Regions from separate parts of the Strix aluco genome. Here region 1 is linked to region 2. The links are chromatin contacts, called in public Hi-C maps. All regions are on one chromosome and are shown on one strand. The core of a region is the stretch at or near the end of the contact, and the rest is flanking DNA. Distances in the headings are between cores, read along the strand shown. Region 1 holds the start of CTR9 (CTR9 homolog, Paf1/RNA polymerase II complex component). Region 2 holds the start of AMPD3 (adenosine monophosphate deaminase 3).

Evidence for each region. A called contact is a pair of places that touch in the nucleus more often than the background predicts.
Region 1: a contact with region 2 is called in a Hi-C map of brain, with 3 times the contacts expected there. The contact joins the promoter of CTR9 here to the promoter of AMPD3 in region 2. A contact is called at or near these places in 2 of 2 Hi-C or Micro-C datasets (brain and heart).

The regions. Positions count from the first base shown.
Region 1 is chr16:915,557-919,937 of bStrAlu1.hap1, forward strand. It overlaps CTR9 (CTR9 homolog, Paf1/RNA polymerase II complex component), which reads left to right and starts at 1,428. Exons shown (of 25, transcript XM_074842450.1): 1 at 1,428-1,572; 2 at 3,565-3,663; 3 at 4,225-4,381. The coding sequence starts at 1,528. It overlaps IRAG1 (inositol 1,4,5-triphosphate receptor associated 1), which reads right to left and starts at 1,161. Exons shown (of 27, transcript XM_074842043.1): 1 at 1,047-1,161.
Region 2 is chr16:730,462-734,264 of bStrAlu1.hap1, forward strand. AMPD3 (adenosine monophosphate deaminase 3) reads left to right here and starts at 1,952. Exons shown (of 15, transcript XM_074841637.1): 1 at 1,952-2,230. SBF2 (SET binding factor 2) reads right to left here and starts at 1,864. Exons shown (of 41, transcript XM_074841634.1): 1 at 1,680-1,864; 2 at 736-811. The coding sequence starts at 802.

The DNA of each region.
Region 1 (4,381 bases), core at 178-2,677, 180 kb after region 2:
CTATGTTACTAGCAGAAATACTAGTTATACTTCATTGGACCAGGAAGCTCAGTTCAGAATAATTAGTGCATAAATAAAAATCAAAAGTTGAGATTCAAAATGTTAACTAATTAAAAATACTACTTGCTTTGGCTTCAGAGAACAGGTAACACTGCAAGTAAGCTAGTCGTTACTACTATAATATATACTATTATAGTAATTAACAATTAAAATTTTAAATAAAATTTAGTAATTTAATGCTTTATAGTTATGACTATCAGTTCAGTCCACATTCTGTATTCTGTGGATGGTTAGCTAAAGGACAAAATCAAGTTTGCTTTAGGGTTTATTAGGCTGTGTAAGTAGCATGTAACAAATTTTTTTTTTTAATCTTCTTAGTAGAAATGCGCCAGTGGATCTTTTAGTCTTACTACCCTTTTTTTTTCCATGGTACAGCTGCAAAAATATCTAATATTGGTCATATGTTACGATGCATGCTGTGTTTTATCCAAATACATCAGTGCATCTGCCATGGTAATTGGAAAGAAAAAACGATTTAGGAACCCAATTTTTAAATTTCTTCTTTTCTCATGCACCTCCAAGTGGCTGAATGCCTCACACAAAACAAGTTCCAGGATCAGGGCCTAGGTTCAGGATTCAGAATTTGATCAGGTTCAGTATTTGTAATTAAAAGCATGTAGATAATTTGCAAATAGTTGGCCACACTGTGGCTAAAAAATTGTAGATGTGTATTAACAATATTACACCAACTAAGCTAGTCAGATAGTATGTATTTGGATTTATGCATTATTTGTTTTTCAGCAAAGACAGGGAAATTCCACACATTTCAATGCACTTGGTTGGAAACCTTTAATAATTGTAAAATGACATGAGAAGAGGCATAGCTGGAGGGAGTCGTGGTTATGACTCAGAGAGCTACTAGCTGCAAATCTATTCAATTTATCCCTGTGTGTGTGTGTGTAAACACACACCATTATCTCTTGGCATCATATATATGTATTTCTATAGGTAAATACGTGATATATATGTATAAACGGGACTAATACCTGTCTGCAATCCCCAGTAAGCCCTCACTCTGTCCTGAGGGGACGGCTCGCGTTTTAAAAGGCCACCACACGGAGGAGCGCTGGAAGCGGCCGCCCGGGAGGTGATACAGCGCAGCCCGTCCCCCTCCAGCCCGGCGCCGGGCCGGGGCTGGCGGCTCCCGGGGCCCGGCCCGCCAGGGCGGCGCCCGCCGGGGCCGCGCCGCTCGCTGAGGGGCGCGCGCGAGGCCGCCGTTGCCGCAGCAACAGGGGCGCGCGCGCGCGCGTCCGGCCTCAGAGCGCTCCCTCCTTCTCACGCAGGGGCGCGAGGCGGCGCGAGGCTCGCGCGCCGCTGGGATTGGCTCGTGGCGGGAGCCGGCCCGCCCCCCCCGCCCCCTGGCCGAGCACGTCCGGGTCAGGCGGGCTGCGAGGGGAAGTGCGCGCGGGACGGGCGGCTGCGGGCGGGTGGCTCGGCGGCAGCTCGGCGGGCAGCCGCGTCGCCATCATGTCGCGGGGGTCTATTGAGATCCCTCTCCGGGACACCGATGAGGCGAGTTGGGGGCTGGGAGGGGGCGGCGCGGTGCGGCCTGGTCCTGGGGCGGGGGAGGAAGGAGGGCGCTCTGGGGTGCGTGCCGGGGCGCGGGCGTTCGTCGCTTCCTCTCGGAGTTTTGTCCTGGGCTTAGGGGGAGTGTCGCTCCCTTCCCTGAGCGGAGCAGGTTGCTAGGGACACCGGCGTATCGTTTTGCGGAAAGAAACCCAAACCTGCCTTCGCCGGTGCCGCTCGGTGAACGGCGCCTGCCCTGTGCTAGCCGTAACACCCTGTCCCTGCCTGGTGTCTTGCTGGCGAGGGAGAGCCCTTGGAAGAGGCGGGCGGGCTGTCCGGGGCCTTGGGTACCACGCGTCTCTCAGGAAGGGGCAGCCCCTCCTCCCGCTATAGGTGCATCCAGCACAGCCACCCCTCAGGAGGGAAGACCCTGCTAGGAACAGTATCTGATCTTTAGTTTGTGCTTGTTTATGGTGGCGTCCAGCTAAATTCTCTCTTTAGTTTGTTGGACGCTGATTTTCCTGGCTGCATTGATTTGTAAACAGCATGCATGTCCCTAAATTGGCATATAGGTACAGGTAGGGCAGTTGGTCCACTCTGTAAAGGTCTTGGAATGTGAGTTTAGAAATTAATTTAACTTTATTTAAGGTAGACTGCCATGAACCAAGGTTAAAAGATGTAAGAGAAGTATTTAGAACTTTGCAGGGTTTTATCAAGTTTGAAGTTAAATCATTCCATAGCAGATACTAAACACTATAGCTAAATAGGGTATTGACACATACTGCTTACGGGCTGAAGAATGCTTTTTGTGAACGTATCTATCCATAGTCTAACAAATGTTATGGCTAGGACTACATGGATCCTGAAGTTTTGAATTAATCACTAAAGGCTGCTATAAAATACAGGCTTTTTTTTGCTGCCCTTTTTTACTTCCATATTTATTTGCTGTGCTGGCAACATCTATTTCTTGTTAATAACTATTTTAGCTTGTAGATGAGGGTTGCCCAAATTTAAAAACCGCATTATCTGTCAAACAGGAGGTACTGTGCAAGACAAACTGAAAATGACAGTAGTAACAGAAATATTTTTGTTGGTACTCTCAAATTTTGAACAGTTAGAACTATAAACCCTTATAAACTGGACTGCTCTAATCCAGTCTTCAGAGAAAGAGTTCCTGCACTGGTAATCAGGGTAGAAGCCTGGGTACTACAACTACACCTCTTACTTGCTGTAAAGTAAATGGTAACGTAGATGACTAATGTTAAAGGCAGCATGACTGAGTAGCAAGTGAACTAACAGACAGTTAAATTCTGTTGCCAAACATCCCACCTTGGGAGTATCTGTTCCTTTTTCCTCATTTTCCATATCAGAAGAGTAGGTCAACATGGGAAAATCATACTTGCGAAATAATGCTCGCATGGTGAAGCGTTGTTGATGTCATTTGCTCATGATGACTATGGTTGTTAATATTCAGAGATTTAGTCTGTTCTTTATAATGTTTGCCACTTCAATAATCCCTTAATTTTCTTGGGCGTAAAGATGACTTTACAACATTTCAGGGCTCTGAGATAAAACCTAGGTATTGATTCTCCAACACCTGATTACTTGGAAGATTTTGACTGTATCCTAGAACTTTGTATTTACCTGTAGGAAAACTTTTTGAAGTTCAACAGTGTGGAGTTACGTTGGTTATTAGCTGAACTTTAAAAATTCTGAGCCTGAAATCTATGGTGAAAGAAGTTGAGTTACCATCTCTGCTTATTTTCCCTGACTAGTATCCCAAACATTGGGCTGTCTTTTCTCTGATATTTATGAGAGGCCATCACTTTTGTCTTGTTCACAATACAGTACATTATCACTTCCTTTGTCCGTAACCATGTTTAAACACAAATAGTTATTTCTGTTTTGTGCTTTGAAATGTCCAGCTTCCTTTGAGCTCAGTGATAAATAACATCATTAATGCTTTGTGAAAAGAAAATGTGTATTGTTTGGTTCCAGGTTATTGAGCTTGACTTCGATCAGTTACCTGAGGGTGATGAAGTTATAAGTATACTGAAACAGGAACACACTCAACTGCACATATGGATTGCCTTAGCGGTTAGTATATATACAAACTGTATATTTAAATATTATATTTTAAGATAATCAAATAATACTTTCCACTCCCTTACTTTTATGACAGGGATAGCTGAATTCTGAAGAGGGTTATTTGGTCACTGATTATGGGCCAGATATTTCTGATTTAACATATGCATATTACGATTTTAATTTCATCTTTTTTTCATGAAACAATGCTGCTTGAGGCCTGCTTTTGAAGTTGGTTTTTTTTGATCCATACTTGTCCTGGTTTGTGCCTTTGTTTATGCACTTCATAAAAAAGTGCATGGAAAGTATGGTGCAATGTGCAAAAAGTCAAAGTAGTTCAGAGGAAAAACAATTGATTCTTCACTTAGAAATCTCTCTAAGACTTCTGTCTCAGTGTTGGGGTGGTGACAGAAAAATACTTGGACGTATTGGAATGCCTTTGATTCTCCCTACATGTATGTCTGATTTATCCCTACATTCTGGGAAAGACTCTGTGTGACACCTAAAGCATCAACTTGAGATGTTACATACTCACTGGGTTAGCATCATCTGTTAAACCTGTATGTCTTGTAGCTGGAATACTACAAACAAGGGAAAACAGAAGACTTTGTGAAGCTGTTGGAAGCTGCACGCATAGATGGTAACTTGGACTATAGAGACCATGAGAAAGATCAGATGACATGTCTGGATACTCTGGCAGCGTACTATGTACAGCAGGCTCGGAAGGAGA
Region 2 (3,803 bases), core at 702-3,201:
GAACTGGGGGGGGTTTAGTCTGGAGAAGAGGAGGCTGAGGGGAGACCTCATGGCCCTCTACAACTCCCTGAAAGGAGGGTGCAGAGAGGGGGGATGAGTCTCTTGACCCAAGTAACAATCAACAGGACAACACCTACATCTGTATGGATTTGTACTTCAGTGCTCATAGAAGATTTTTCTTTGTTAAGGCATTTTTAAGGTCTCCCTTCTGTGTGAATTCTCTGGCCTTCATAAAATGTGAACTAACACTGCAATGTTTTCTTCACTTGTGGCATACAGAGCTGCCTGTTTCCATGAAAGAAAATTGCAGAAGCTCAGTTATCTTTGAGACCGTTATTTTTTCATTGTGGTTGGTAGAAAGCCAGCAATAGCACAAGTGGGAACCCTTCCAGACTCTTACATCCCATAGTTAGAAGAGAGATTATATCAAGTGTGGAGGCAAGACCTATTTGCCAAGCTGAGAAGAGGAACCCAAGAGGCCATGGGATACCTGAGTCCAGCAGACAGAGCACAGTTATGATTAGAGGGCCACTAAGGAGCCCAAACCGCCAGGCAAACTCTGCTGTGGGAAGCAGGCAAGTTTGGGCAAGTTCAGGCAGGTGGTAGGGAGAAGGAGAAAGGAAGCAGGACTAACAGATCAGCAATCAACGGGTGTACTGAATGGCCAGCAGCAACAGGTGTCCTTTACTCATGTATCATGTGGGCAGGGCAGCCGTGAGTCAGACAGACACTTACAGTATGCAGTTTCCTGGGTGCCAGATGGCTTGTCTGGGTGTAGCCTGGCAGCAGCTGATGAAGACATTCAGAGTTACTGTGGGAGAAACATGCACATGCAGCATAAGCCTTTTTGTCCAAGCTAAAAAACAATATCTATTTTTTTAGTAGTATTATTCTAAAATCAACTATTTATGATTTTGGATGGCTGACTCATTTTCAAATGTCTCATACAACAGCTGTGGCCATAATTCTTAGGTTTTTTACAAGCACATAAATGTGATTATGTTGATACTAGTGTAAGAGACAAAATATCTGGTTGTCTTTGCAACTCAGACTTTACAAACTTCTGCAACTCTTCTTTGCAACTCAAACTTTGTATGGTCACCTACTTCCTTTTCACTTCCATTTTTTCACCAGCTGTGTAAAGTAAAGGAATTTCTGAAGCCGAAAACCCCTGAGGTTTATGAATGGAGTGTTTCTTTGTTTACCAAGCCGGGAGGACATAGTGAGGACAGCACACTTGCCTCAGAACTACCCGATCCCTCACATGTTTTGGGAGATCTACCTTTATCTTGCTTGCCTTTTTACACAAAGGACCTTGTTCTTCAGTTGCTACATTCCCAGTGCTTCCCTACACTGTAAGGATATTTTTAGATTTAAATGTCTTCAGATTAGACTCCAAGTATTGTAACCCAAATTTATCTTTCAGCTTCAGGTCCCGGAATCTCTCAAAATAAGCTCAAACTATTTTACATATTAAGATTCTCATTCCTGCTGAGTAATGCTTGTTTTGACCTTCAGTTATTTGTCGTGGGCTCTTTATCTGGTAAGGTGTTTTTGTTGGTGGTGGGGTTTGGGTTTTTTTAAGTATATGCGAGCACCTAAACCGTGTTGCTCCACTGAAGGACGGACATTGTCGAAAACACTTCTGATAGGGATACACCGGCAGCAAACTTACTTACCGGGTGTCATCTTTGCACCAGCCTCACGACGTTCTGGTCCCGAACCAAAGTTTTCTACATTAAAGCGCTTTCTGAAGAGGAGTTTTGAAATAAGCGCTGGTGAAGGCAGCACTCCCGGGGCACCCCGCGCCGGCCGCCCCGCTGCTGAGGCGGGCTGAGGTGAGGGCGGGCTGAGGCGAGGGCGGGCTGAGACGGGCTGAGGTGAGGGCGGGCTGAGGCGGGCTGAGGTGAGGGCGGGCTGAGACGGGCTGAGGTGAGGGCGGGCTGAGGCGGGCTGAGGTGAGGGCGGGCTGGGGCCGGGGCCGGGCCGGCGCAGCGCGCCCCGGGGAGCTCCCTCCTCCTTCCCGCGCCGGCAAGCAGCCATGTGACAGCGCGACTTCTGTCTCGAAGCCTGCGAAGAGGAAGGGACCGCCGCGGCGCGGGCAGGGGGAGGGAGAGAAGGAAGGAAAGGCTGCTCGCGGGTCCTCTGGCTCCCTCCCTCAGGCGCAGTCGCGGCGCCGGACAGCGCCCGAAGCAACCGCCCGCGCCCGGGCCTGAGTCTCCTCACAGAGGTACAGGCAGGGCGCGCGCCCCCTCTCGCCCCGCCCCGTCAAGGCCACTGTCGGCGGTGTTAGCGGACCCCGCGCCGGGGCGGCCCCCCAGACCCCGCCGGGCAGGGGGGCGGGGGCCGCCCCGGTAGCTGGCGCCTGGCCCGGCAGTAGGCTGCACGCCGCGCCCGCCGCCCCCCCGGCCCCACCTGCTGCGGAGCCGCCCCGGGCCGCGATGCAGCCGCCCAGGAGGCAGCTGGCGGGCCCGGCGCGTTCCTCGGCCCGGGGGCCGCAGCGGCCATAAAGGGCCGGGCCCGGGGCAGGGGCGGCACTGCGGTAGCGGGGCGCCCGGCGGGTGGATGCGGCAGAGGGGAGCGGCGGCAGCTGGTGGGGAGCGGCTCCTCCCTCCGCCGCCTCCGCCGGCGGCTTCTGACAGAGTCTGCCCGGGCGGCGGGACCGCCGGCGGCGGGGCCCGGCCCGGCCCCAGCATGGCTTTCCCCGCGGCGCTAGGTAAGTCCCGAGGCAGGAGGCAGCGCCGTGCCGGGCTGGCCCGGGGCGGGGGTGACCTTGGCCGCCGCCCCGGGCGGGGACGGACCCTGGGCGGCCGTGGCGGGTGCTCCAGCGGCGGGAGCGCCCGCGGGCCGGGCCCCGCGGGCGGCCCTGCCCCACCTGTCCCTGGCGACAGGCTGCGGCGGCCGCGCTGCCAGCCGTGACCGTCCGCGGGGCTGGAGGCGGCGGCGGCTGCTTTCATGGCGTGTGCTCGTTTCGTATTCAAGCCCATTCTATTTCTGATCAATAACTGCTTTCTAAATAATAATTCCATCATTTTTTATGCGGCACGTTTCAAAAGAAATAGCTTTCTTGTCTTCTACAAAGGTGCAGAACTGAAGAACAGCCTTTCTGTGAGAGATTTAGGAAAAGAGCATTTGCTGGTTGCTGAATGGCGTCCATACCCCCTCCCCATCCCATTAAGATGTCGAGCTGTCCCCCTTCCCCAATCACTCACCTTGGCTAAAGGACAGCACTTCTATAGAAGGGTGCTGGGTACAAGATCCTCATCCCTTTCCCAGTTGGGGAACAGCACAGCTTGCATGAGTATTACATGAAGTGCCTCATGACTATTTTAGGTTTATTAAACTCATTCTAGTGACATAAGCTAGCAGTGATGTGGGTGAACCTACCTTTCAATGTGTTTTGTGCCTTAGTCTCTGATTTGCTTGAGTGAAGAACATGAGATCAGGTTCTGTAAGAAAAAAACCAAAACCTTTGGCCTCAATAGAGGATCGTACTTGTATCTATACATTCTGACTCTTCACTGTCCATGTAATGATTTAAAATACAGTATGGTTTCTCATGCAGTGTATTTCCTACTGCATTTCTGTTTCTGATCACAATTCTCTACAAAAAAGTTCATTTATATTAGGAAAGTGCTCAGCCAATGATAAACATACAACCAATTGATTTTTTCCTGTACTAGTCAGGTAGTACTAAAAATATTTTAGTTGATTTAGCAGCAGAATAAACATTATTATTCTTATTTTACTATTGTTGTTAGCACTCTTACTGTAGTTGAGTAACTATAAAGACTGTTCTTGCC